2 separate regions of the Mus musculus genome follow, and region 1 is linked to region 2. A link is a contact called in public targeted proximity ligation data. All regions are on one chromosome and are shown on one strand. The core of a region is the stretch at or near the end of the contact, and the rest is flanking DNA. Distances in the headings are between cores, read along the strand shown. Region 1 overlaps Gldc (glycine decarboxylase). Region 2 overlaps Ric1 (RAB6A GEF complex partner 1).

Region 1 (6,372 bases), core at 56-2,555, 510 kb after region 2:
ACCAGGCAGTGACAGTAGAAGGACATCAGGAGGGGTTCAGGGGCATCGGGGAGAGAGTATCCACAATGGGTGCAGAGGATAATGAAGAAGCTCCACCCAGTGTGTCTATGGGAGAAGTAATAGCCTGAAATAAGATAAGGCTCAAACAAACACTACTTACTTAGCTTTAACACTCATGCTCGGTTTGGTATTCTGGGCTTATGACCAAAACAGCCTTAGGGACTTTACTTTCTATATGTAAGAAACCATCTCCAGACCAAATTTGTTCGTACAAATAGCCCAATTTTACAGGATCCATGGATCAAAGGGAACTGGGGGTTTGGTTGTTTGCAAAGAAGACAATTTTCATTCTCTTCGGGCGTGTTCCTCTAATTTGCAAACGACTTGCACAACATTTCAAAGGCAGCTTCAAGGCTCCAGGGCACAGAACTGTTGCCTTTGCTTCCAATAAACTTTTCATTAAAAATCATAAATGAAGCTGGGCATGCTTGAATGAGATGCATGCTGGGAAGGCCAGGACTCGGGAGACAGACGCAGCTGGGTTAGGAGCGCAAAGACGCCTGTCTCAAAAACAAAAACAAAAACAAAAATAAACCAAAAAGGGGGGGGAACAAAAATAAAGTAAGAATTATAGGGACTGGAGAAATGACTTAGTGCTTAAAAAAACTGGCTGCTCTTCCTGTTTTCAGGACCCATACAGTGGCTAATACCTAAATGTGCCATTCCAATCCCAGGCAATCTAATATACCCAAAAGGCACTGTATAGACACAGTACACAGACATATAAACGGACAAAACATCCATAAACATACAATAAACAAAGTCTCAAACTATTACGTAAAAAGAAGTCATAAATACCGGGCAGTCTCATGACCATCCATGCCTATAGTCAGTCCCACACTTAGGGGGCTGATACAAGAGAATCATAGGCTTGTATCCAGACTGGACTATATAAGGAGACTGGGTCTCAAAATAGAAAATAACAATCTTCTAAAGAAGAGTCATAAATGTCATCGCATTCAAACAGAGCAAGCCCCACAATTACCCAGCACAATTTGTATAGTTGAGTTTGCGATTTTGTCTCACTCGAGGCTACCCTTTCTTTAACAAGAGCCACTGGTATGAAAAGGCTGCTCTAATTAACAACCTAGCAAGAGTGCCTATTCACAGATTGGACCCTAGGACGTGGGCAGGCCAGTCTGAACAAGAACTGCATAAAATCAATTCCGGCTTGAATATTTCCGTGGAGAAGGACAAGGGGGGTAAGCCGACTCTCTCGGTCAAGCTCAATTACCCCTAAAATCACAGTTCCCCAAGTCCTGAGACTGCTCAGGGTTCTAGAACCACCCCCAAATTCTCGATACATCATATCTCATCCTCCGTGCTGCCAAGAAATGCACACTATCCTGTACCCCAGGATCGCAGCAAAGCGTCACGATGACCACGCACAGTGCTTTTCACTTGCATGGAGCTGTGTGTACCCAACAGGAAACCAAATGACGCAGCCAGAACAGCCGCATGACTCATGGAACTTAATCATGTCTGGAAAAAATGTAAAGCCATCATGAGAGCCCAAAGAAACAGATGAAACAGTTCTGGGTGGCTCTTTCTAGAAGGTTTCCCTCTACCCCAGTCATCAGCACTGTCCCCTGGGTCCCTTCTCAGGTCACAGATTTCATTTTTGGCCCCTCTGAGAAAGTGAGTCCCACCGCCCCACAGTCACGCGTGTTCTTAAGCTCACCTTAATGTAAGCCCATGAAATGGGCAGGATGGAGCTGGAACCCCACGGGGCTGCACTGACAGTGCCCACGGGCCAGGTGCCTTCAGTTGGCTTTATGGAAATGACGGGGTGGCTGGGCAGAAAGGGGCTGAGGTGCTTCTTCCTGTGTTGGTTTAAAGCGCACATTGAAATGATGCGGAAAAGACGCAACTGAACCAAGTGGCCACCGTCTCTAGGAGCTCTGAACACTCATGGTGGTAGGGACATGACACTTGTAGGGGACAAATTACCAGAAAGCAACTCAGGTGGATTCTCTCAATTCATTTCTCTCTCCCTCCCTCCCTCCCTCCCTCCCTCTCTCCCTCCCTCCCTCTCTCCCTCCCTCCCTCCCTCTCTCCCTCCCTTCCTCCCTCTCCTCCCTCCCCTCTAGTAGCTTCCAAGGACTGTGGTGGACAACTTGGCAGCGGCAGCCCCACACAGCCTCCTCATAGCAACCTGCATCCTTCAAGCTATCTGTTGGCTACGGCAGGCTGCTGATCTGATGCCCCTGCCCTCCACTTGGAGCCTAACCCACGAACACTGCCCTACTATGCACCCTCTGAACCACCCGGGACACTCATTAGCTATACGTAATATAGATCAAAAGGAAAAGACAGCCGGGCTCCCAGCAACGCTAAACACATCCCTGCCCCGATCACCACCACACATTTTGAAAACTCCAGGAGCTCTGGATAATGCTGTTACTATAGCGAGGAAACGATCAACAGCTAAAATATATTCCGTCATCCATGTTGACGTCAACCAGTTACCTCTGGTAATAAAATTTGTTTCCACCTTATTCATCAAAGACATGATGAAAATTAAACCTAAATGGAGTTCGCTGTCTGCCTTCCAACTAAATCACTCTCAATATTGTCATAAGCTTTTTTTTTTTTTTTTTTTTTTTGGTTTTGTTGTGTTGACAGAGTTTCTCCGTGTAACAGCTCTGGCTGTCCTGGACTTGATCTGTAGAATAGGCTGCTCTTGAAATCACAACGATCTGCCTGCCGCTGCCTCCCGACTGCGGGGAATAAAGGCAAGTGCCACCACACCCAGCAATTATAAGCTATTTTTTTTTTAAGGAAAAGTGTAATAAATAAATAAATAAATAAATAAATAACTCTTGGAAATGTGCGGTCAAATCCATGACACAGGTACTAACATTCTAGCTCTGACCCCTTATACTTTAGAACGGCTTCCTGCTCATTGTTTAACAAGCATGCTCTCGGAGCCCAGAGAGGCTGAGTGGATACCATGGTTACTAAGTGAATACCGTTTTTTCTTTGGACCTAATCTAAAACACTCCAGCTGTGCATCCAGCTGCTGGAAGTGCACTAGACATGAAGGTTAATTCCTCGGACTTGAAGACTCGGATAGGAAGAATAAGAAGTTTTGGGCCATGCATGCTGCTTTCTAAACAATCCCGAAGCCAGCACCCCACAACTCACACTCCGATGGGCCCCATGCCAGGACCGCCCCCTCCGTGGGGAATGCAGAAGGTCTTGTGAAGATTTAGGTGAGAGACGTCTGACCCAAAGTCCCCAGGGCGGCAGATTCCCACCTATCCAAAGGGAAAGAGCGAAAGTCAACTTCCTAGCACGCAGGAAGGACATGCTGTTCTGGGCTGTTTGTCTCCCCAGGAAAGGAGCAGCAGAGCCACACCCATAAAGCCCACAGAAAAGCTTCCTAGGGGCCGGTGAGCTGGTTCAGTGAGTAAAGGCGTTTGACACTAAGTTTTACTACCTGAGTTTGATCCCGAAGACCCACTCCAGCAAGTTCTCCTTTGACCTCCACATGCACACACACACACACACACACACACACACACACACACACACACACACAAACTTAAATATTTACCGTAAAAGGTGTTCCTAAAAGATTCTGTAGACAACCTGGCATTCCACAGTCAAAGTGACTGTGGTTTCTTTGGAAATGGAAACTGAACCTTTAGCCCTATTCAGATTTAAAAACACGCGCTGGGGCAGTCCTTAACTAAATATCTACCTTAGGAGAAAGGAGAGGCAGCACTACTAACCCTGAGCTGCAATGTGTTCACTCTATGGAACAGGCAGCTTTTACAGGATCAGCACCACCTTCCCTGGCCAGTTCAAGGCTGGGTATTTATTATGTGCACCTAGACTCTGGGTCCTAGAGGATGCTGGGCTGAGGAGGAGGGAGTGAGGCTGCCAATTTTCCTGAGACAATACAGATACCTAGCTGCGCTATTCAACTGGGAATCCAGCCGCCGATGAAGGTGGAAAGACACGTTTGCTGCTGAAGCAGAGCACGACCCCTGGACTGCACTTATGAACGGAATCAAACGATTCAAACGAAGGAAGGAAAAAGTTAAGGAGGCAGTTGTTCACTGGCAGTCACTCCTGCAACCGAGGAAGGCAGGACTGAATCCCTGGAGGTCCTGATGATGTTAAAAACCCCAGGTAAAGTGGGCCATGGGAACTGAGCATCTACCAATGGCTGCCCAGAACTTGGTTCTAAAACTCCATCATCTAGGGAACTGAGAACTTGCCAGGTCATGTCCCCGGAGGAATGGCACTCCTGACAATATAAGCTGCTTGGTTTCACAATAAAATTAACCTTTAAAAAATTAAAAAGAAAACTCTATATTCCTTTTCCAACGGGCACTAAGTATCTGCACCTGGGCATTCATGTTCGCCCCGTCGAGGTAGACCTGTCCTCCGTGTTGGTGAATCAGGGCGCACACATCGCCGATATTCTCTTCAAATACACCATTGGTAGATGGATACGTGATCATGATGGCGGCCAGGTTCTCCTTGTGTTGGTCCACCTGTGGAGAGCGGGAAATGGGGAGAGGAAGTGATCTATCTGATCCTTTCTCAGCCAAGACTTCTCTTTTTATTTTCGCTTTTTATTTTATAGGATGAGGGAAGGTAAAATCTTGATGTTTGAATTCTTGACAATATCTCAGTCTACAACTGTGGTTGCTGCACAACCAAATGGTCCTTCATAAATCACCCCAAAGCAGCAGCAAAGCCCTTTTAGGATAAAGACATCAGACTTTGGATATGGCTCAGGTGACAGAGGGCTTTGCCTAGCATGCACAGAGAGAGCCCCAGGCTTGCTCCCTGTGCCAATTAAGAGCAGTAAGCGCCAATAACGAAGCACTGAGTAAACAGAGCTATCCTGGGTACACTGTAACCACTGGTTACATGAGACTGCATCTCAACAAATTAAGCCAGAACCAAGAGGCTGCTCAGAAGACTTTTGAATAGCTTGAGTCCAGTTCTGTAAAATGGTTCTGCTTTGGTTCAAACCACCTCAAAAAATGATCTCAGGCTGTTTGGATGGTGGTGGGGAGGTGTCTCTCTGTTCATGACTAATCTTCTAGCTAGCCTTTCTGCTCATTTCTGTTTGTTTGTTTGTTTGTTTGTTTGTTTTGCTGTACACAGTCCTACCTTCCTTCCCACAGAAGCGTGGTAAGTGTTGTGGTTTTCATAAAAATCTCCCCCACTTCCGTTGTTTTGGAAACAGGTTTGTTTTGTTTGTTTGGCTGGTTAGTTTGGTTTGGGATTTTTTTTTTTTCTTGGTTCCTTGAGACAGCGATTCATTGGGTAGCTCTGGCTGTCCTGGAACTCATTCTGTAGACCAGACGATCCTGGAAATCAGAGCTCCATCTGCCTCTGCCTCGCAAGTGCTGGGAATTACAGGCGTGCACCACCACCACCACCAGGCTGTACTCAGACTGACTCCTAGCTTTGTAGCCAAGTATGGCTTTGAACTCCTGCCTCTCCTTTGAATTGCTGGTGTTACAAGTGTGTGTCACTGTGCCTACTTCACTCCCCACCCCCCCACCCCCAAGAAAGCAACTGTACATAGTAGGGTAATTCTACTTGGTTTTTCTTGGCAAGTAAATGAGAGCAGCGGTAATAAGGGAGGAAAATCAACTCATATTCCATATATTCTATATTGGACAAGTTTGATAACTACAAGGGACCCAGAATATTTCCAGGGGGGAAAAAGGCAATGGAGAGGAAGTGGAGGGTGGAAAAGATGAACGGGGCTGTGCGTTTTCAGCATCCTTTCGGGGGCTTTTGCGTAGGTTCTCGGTACCCATGCCTAATAACCCTGACAGAATCACACCACTATTTCACCAATTTCCCTTCTACTTAAGATGCAGCCTCCAGTCCACTGGTGGAAAACAGATATGGTTGCTAAGCAACCTCTTCCTGGAGGTTGAGAGATTGGGAGTGGGGGTTGGTGTTGGAAGGAACAGGAACAGTTGCCTGGAATCCAGTGCAGCCCTGTTGGGAGGCTTACAAAATCCGCATGTGTGCTTTAATTCCCAGTGCAACTGTGACTGTCTGAACGTGAATGGAGAAATCTGAGGGCTGACAGGGAAGCAGGCCCTGCCTTCATACCACGGTATCACAATAAATATTTCATTCGTTATATTCCAAGTGGAAGAATCAGGGCTGAGGGGGTCCGTGAAAAGACCCTTCACTCTGTGAGGCAGGGAGGGGGGTGGGAGACATCCTCCACGGGGTTTTAATTGGGGACCAAAAATACGATTGCTTTTTATTTTTCTCTTTCCCTTAATGATGGTTAGGTTTTTAGCTTTGTATTCTTTCCCT
Region 2 (6,087 bases), core at 573-3,072:
AGCATTGGCTCAGCTACAGACCTGACTGAAAGCAGCTCCGTGGTGGATGGAGACTGGACAATGGTGGATGAAAACTTCTCCACCCTCAGCTTGACCCAGTCTGAGCTAGAGCACATCTCCATGGAGTTGGCGAGTAAAGGACCCCATAAATCTCAGGTCCAGCTTCGGTGAGTGTCTCCGAGTTTGAGAACACAGAGAGCCCGGAGGTCTCTGTGCAGATGGATCCCTCTGCGTACTTGCTGCCCTCCCTTTGTGTGTGTCAGCTATTGTCATTCATACAGATCCTTGTGTTGCTGCTTTATGTCTAGCTATTTGCTGCACATTTTCATGGAGGCGGGATGTCTGGACTGGTGTGTTGTCATCGGCCTGATTCTCAGAGAATCCTCAGTGGTCAGTCAGCTTCTTGGGATTGCTCAGTCTTCCGAGATGGATGGAGAGATGTTACAGAACATAAAATCAGGGCTGCAAGCAGTGGACCGCTGGGCCTCTACAGACTGGTGAGTGAATGCTGCTTTCCATAATAAGCATGGTATCCTTTGGCGAATGATGGCTTTGTCACATTAGGACCATTATAACTGCCAGGTAGGTAGCACATCCCTTAAGTCCCAGCACTTGGAAGGCAGAAGCAGGCAGACCTCTGTGGGTTTGCGGTAAGCCTAATCTAAATAGCAGGCTTCCCGTCATCCAGAACTGCATATGATACCTGTCCCAAAAAAGCAAGAACTTAAAGTTCACTCATTTGGACAGTTTTAAGTTTATGGAACTTAAAAAATACTTTCATACTTATGTTTTAAAGTAGTTTTCCTTTAACCAATTTGTACTCAGGCTCTTGAATGGGTACTGTCCATTGAATAGCTTATAATGTTGGTTAGTTTATAACGTGAACATATAATGCTGGCTTAAAATTTATGCCATACAAGTGGTCATGAGGCTAGAACTTAGATTGGTAGTTCTGTGGCTAAGTATTCAGAAAGACAGGTTATGTAGTCTATGTAAATGTCAAGGCTCCATGACAGCTACTAGCATCTCCCAGTTAGAAGCAGCAGGTGGGAGTGAGGTCCTGTCCTTGTCAGCAGTCAAGTATAGATTTGAAGCTCTTTTCTTCCCTTAGATCTGGTTTTCTGTAATTGCAAAATGAGTTTAAGTTAGATACTTTGCAATGATCCCTTAGAGTCTAAAGTCTTTCGTTCCTTGTTTCTTATTGTGCACTTAACCAAGTTGTGCTTGTGGGTACTTTGCATTGGTACTTGTGCACATGTGCAAAAGATAAAGGTCGGCTTCTGGTGTCATTTCCCAGGAGCTATTGACTTTGTTGTTTAAGACGGATCTCTCCCTGGGACCTGGGGCTCACTGATTGGGCTAGGCTGGCTGGCTGTCCAGCATGCCTCCAGAAATCCTATCTGTGTCTTGTCAGCACCAGCACACCAGCTTTGTCGGTGGGTCCTAGGGATCGAACTCAAGACCGCGTGCCTGCACAACAGGCACTTTATCAACTAACAGCCATCTCCTTAGCTAGCCCCTCTATCAAGTCTTTTGAATTATAGCAGATGACAGCTAATTTTTCCCCCTTTACTCAGCCCTGGATATAAGCCATTTTTAAACATCATTAAGCCACAACTGCAGAAGCTCAGTGAGATAACAGAAGAACTGGTCCAGCCTGACACCTTCCAGCCAGTAACAGTGGGTAAGACTCCTGAACAGACCAGTCCCCGGGCAGAGGAGAACAGAGGCTCTTGCAGCCATGGGAGCATCTCTCAGAGTGAGCCTGGGAGTAACAACGTGGTCAGCCGGAAAGAAGAGGACACAACACAGGCGGATGAGGAGGAGCCACTTCAGGATGGGGCTTATGACTGTTCTGTGTCCTGACAGCAGTGAGCACGGCACAGCGGGCAGTATTAGTCACAGCAGCTTGCAACTGAGTCATTGTGGCCTGCCGAATGACTTAACAGGTAAAAGAACTTGGGTCAGAACTCTTTCGTAAAGTATTATAATTTAATGAACTCTTCCTCTAAATCTCTTTGACTCCTTAAAAAAAAGTGTGGTATCAAAGCATCTTTCATAAGAAAAATTTAAGCTGCAATAGAAAGTAGTGAACAGTATATAGATGCACACATGGAATATTTTGATTTTATTTACAACAGATTGGTAGTTGTAGGGATTATTCTTAACAGGAGGGATTATTTTGCCCCAAGCGAGCTTACTTTTTCACTACTTACAGCTTATATATTTTCTGGTTTAGTGTGTGTCTAGACTGGTTTTGTTTTTGTGGGGTGGGTTGTTTGTTTTTAACTTTCTTTTAAATATGTGTTAAGGTGCTGTAGCTCATCAGGTAACTGAGCTACTTGTTTGCTTCCTTGTATAGAGTCAGCGGGACTCTGATTGGTCCTTTGAATCCTACTCTTGCACAGTGTGGGTCAGTGGACAGAGACCCTTTGGCTTTGGTACTCTGTTGACTAGCAGTCCTGAATGACGGAAGCTATTTACCTGTGAGTTAATGTGCCTGTTTTAGCAAGCTTAATTTCCTACTAGATCAATGTGGGCAGAGGGTGAGGGGGTTCTTATCAATTATGCTGACACCACTAAATTTTGTATCAAAGAACTGTATCTTTTTGTGAATATTCATGTAAATATACTCAAAGGCACTGTCCATATTTTTAATGCGTGTATTATAATGTGTAAGGTTTTACGCTGGATTCTGCATGACTATACTCACTCTTGGAATAAAGACAAGACTTTTTCTTCTTTCCAAAATGAGCAGTTGTCATAGAGGAAGACAGGTTTGTTGGCCCAGCTGTAAAGTAGTGGTCATCCCACTGATCATGAGGCGGAACAGGTTTTGTGCAAATTAATGTAGTTTCTTATTTATTGCTTTTGTAAATTGAATAAAAACGGGCTTTTATGTAAATAGACTGTGGGATCCTGTATTATCAGCTACTAAAAATTAGTTTGTAAATTCTTTATTATAAAGTTTAAAAATATTTTATGTATTTCTAGATGTGACTTAAATTTTAGTTTTTCATACATTATGAAAGCAGAACTACATATTCAGTTGCTTCAGACTAAACACATACCTATCACATGTAATTCTAATTATTAATAACAGTATTACTTTAGATAGCTTATTTGTACTGTGCAATTTGAACAAGGAATGCAATGTTATTTTTTATAAAATCTTGTTTATTTTTATAACAACAATGTATTTGATGTGGACCAAATTCGTACCACCATGTAAAACAGCCTCTCTTCTAATGCAGATATAGCTTAGAAGTGGAGTTCAGCCCTCTATCCCTGCCTTTTAAACTAGAGAGATAGACGAGGTCCTCTTAGGCAGTATCTTTTAGAGGAAACCTCAGCATTATTTTGAAATTATTTCAAATTTCACCAACTAGTTAAAATTATTGAATTTAGTAATTACTGTTATTTACTTTCTACATTAGAAGTGCAATAATTTTACATAATAAAATTACTGGATGGGTGAAATATGTTATTGGTACCTGGTCCTTCTGGTGCTATTTTTATTTAAGTTGTATCAAACCACCACCTTGTTCTGAATTTTAAAATAGAGAATAAGGTTTCCTATATACGTAGATGCAGTGTTGCAAAATAAATGAATAAATAAATAAAGCAAGCTGAAATTTCTTCTGTCCCATTCCATTAGGGAAAAAAAAGCCAGCAATTCTTTTGTATGTAGTCAGTTTCTAATGTAAGTATTTAGTTATTAAAACAGTGTAGCATAGTAAGCAGCAGTGGTCTTTCCGATGTCTCACCTGAGTGCCACTGAGCTCATCTGACTCTGTGGTAGGTGCAGTATTAAGGATGAGCAGGGGGCCGCTCAGCTAAGCAGGTGTCCCACGAGTAAGTTAGAGCCCACAACCCCCACCCCACCCCACCCCACCCCACCCCTGTCCTTTTTTTTTTTTTTTTTTTTTTTTTTTTTGAGGCATAGCCTTGCCTAAGCTGAACAGCTATTTGTAACCCTTCCTCAGCTGTCCCAGTAGGTGGAGTTTACAGCATGTGCCATGTGCGGCCATACCCAGTCATCTGACTACACCTCACAATCTAAAGCCGGGTCTGAGGTAGCTGATGTTACTCCTGTGGTTTGAGCTGGGAACGACTCACGGATAAAAATATATAGTGTGTAACTAGTAGAACTAGGAAACACCAAGGCAAGACATTTGGCAAGTTTAATAAAAACTATTCTTTGGTTGTTGTATATTTTTTTAAAACTTGTATTTTGCTGCATTGTTTGGTTTGAAACATATCACCTGTGTAAGCCATATCTTGAATGAACTTAAATGTTCGCCATAACTATTTGAAAGTTAATATATATGGTTAAATTTCTTGCTGATACCAAAAGAGATCATTTGGAGATAAAAACAACCTTTGCTTGTAATTAAAGTTGCTGCTGCTTCTGTATGTGTACTCCCTCCTCCCCGCCCCCCTTGGTAAAGGGTAATAAAACGACTACACAAAAGTAAACTTTTGTTTACTTATCTCAGGTTAACAGCAAAAAAAAAAGGGTATGTATTAAATGCCACAAAAATAAGTCCTCCTTCTTATATTCTCCTGAATGAAATACCTCAAAGTTGAAACATTGATTTAGAGTATTTAGACAGAGTGGGAACATCCAAGTGCCTGATGACAGAATATTGGGACCACTCGTCACATGCTCACGACATAGTGAAGAAATGATAGAAAATCATGCCCACCATGTGATCACCAAGCAAACAGATGTGTACAAGAGACTAGGCGTCCTCTCTAGTAGGTAGAATTATACATTATTTGCACAGTTCCCCATGTCCCTTATATGCTTTGTGGATCATCTAGAGTAGGGCATTTATTACCTTGGCATCATGCTTTGAACATTTTTCCTATATCTACTTGACTTTTTTTAAAGCTGAATGATGCTGTTTTGTGAATGTGTTTACTGTCAGTTTAAAGGTTACAGTCTGGGTGTTTGACTTTAGGTAACTCTATAAACATTCCACACAGTAATTCTCCCTCACCCTGCCTTGCTCTCGAGGGCTTCAGTTTCCCAGTTTCCCAGGGCCAAAAGGAACATTAACAGTTTCTCAGGTCTAATGGCGTTTATTACAGCACGCTGCTCTGCATGGTTCTCACTGTGCCTAACTCCTAACGTTGACCACAGGTGTGTATCTCGGCAAACAGTGTGCTGCTATACCACATCATCCTTGGGTTCAGGAAGCCTGCTGAGGATCTTGGACATCTCAAGGAAAAGGAAGGGGAGGGACTAAGGGAACAAGGCTTTCTGTATGGGAGTTTTCCATTCTCTCCAGAAGTGCAGTTGCTGGATTATTGATAGAGTGACTATGTCCTTGAGGAAGTACCAAGTTCTCTATGCTAGACAGCCTTCACTAAAGCCCCTTAGCTGTAAATGAGGGCCCAGCGTCTGGTACCTACACCTGATGTCAGTGGCTCCCACCGTGTTCAGGCCAGGCCAAACCAAAAGGTTATTTTTATCTTTAGTTGGCTCGTGATTTTATATATTTTTGAATACTAGTCTTTACCGAAGTTTATGATTAGTATTGTGATTTCCCCTCCTTGTACTGTCTTATGGAATTTTGGAAGACAGTTTTTCTTTTTTGTTTGTTTGTTTTGGGTTTTTTGGTTATTGTTTTGGGGTTTTTGTTTGTTGTGTTTTGTTTTTCAAGACAGGGTTTCTCTTCATAATAGCCTGGCTGTCCTGGTCTAACTCTGTAGACCAGGTTGGCCTCAAACTCACAAAGATCCACCTACCTCCCCTCCCCACCCCCACCCTAAGTGCTGGGGTTAAAGGCGTGGGCCACTGTGCTGCTGCAGCACAGCTTCTCGTGTTGATTGCTTGTGCACAAGGAGGAAACCACCATTTAACCAAGGCTATAAATATTTATGCCTGTGCTTTATAGTTGTAGCTTAAACATTTAGACACATTTTGAGTTAATTTTTGTATATTTGAGAGACTCTCTTACTCTTTTACATATGGATGGATATTCAATGTTTTGAGTACAATTTATGAAAAGATTTTTTTTTCCCAACTGAACTGTCAAAAACACTATAATGCGGGTTTTTTATGGACACACTATAAAT

Evidence for each region.
Region 1: a contact with region 2 is called in a targeted proximity ligation map of pancreatic cancer cells. A contact is called at or near these places in 1 of 130 datasets of targeted methods (pancreatic cancer cells) and 1 of 9 other capture datasets (embryonic stem cells).

Annotation. Positions count from the first base shown.
Region 1 is chr19:30,111,981-30,118,352 of GRCm38.p6, forward strand. It overlaps Gldc (glycine decarboxylase), which reads right to left. Exons shown (of 25, transcript NM_138595.2): 18 at 4,419-4,568; 19 at 3,208-3,320; 20 at 1,742-1,883. Among named protein-coding and RNA genes, the nearest start is that of Gldc, 60 kb to the right of the region's middle.
Region 2 is chr19:29,602,284-29,608,370 of GRCm38.p6, forward strand. Ric1 (RAB6A GEF complex partner 1) reads left to right here. Exons shown (of 26, transcript NM_001081319.1): 24 at 1-167; 25 at 309-497; 26 at 1,578-3,638. The coding sequence ends at 1,866. Among named protein-coding and RNA genes, the nearest start is that of Ermp1, 43 kb to the right of the region's middle.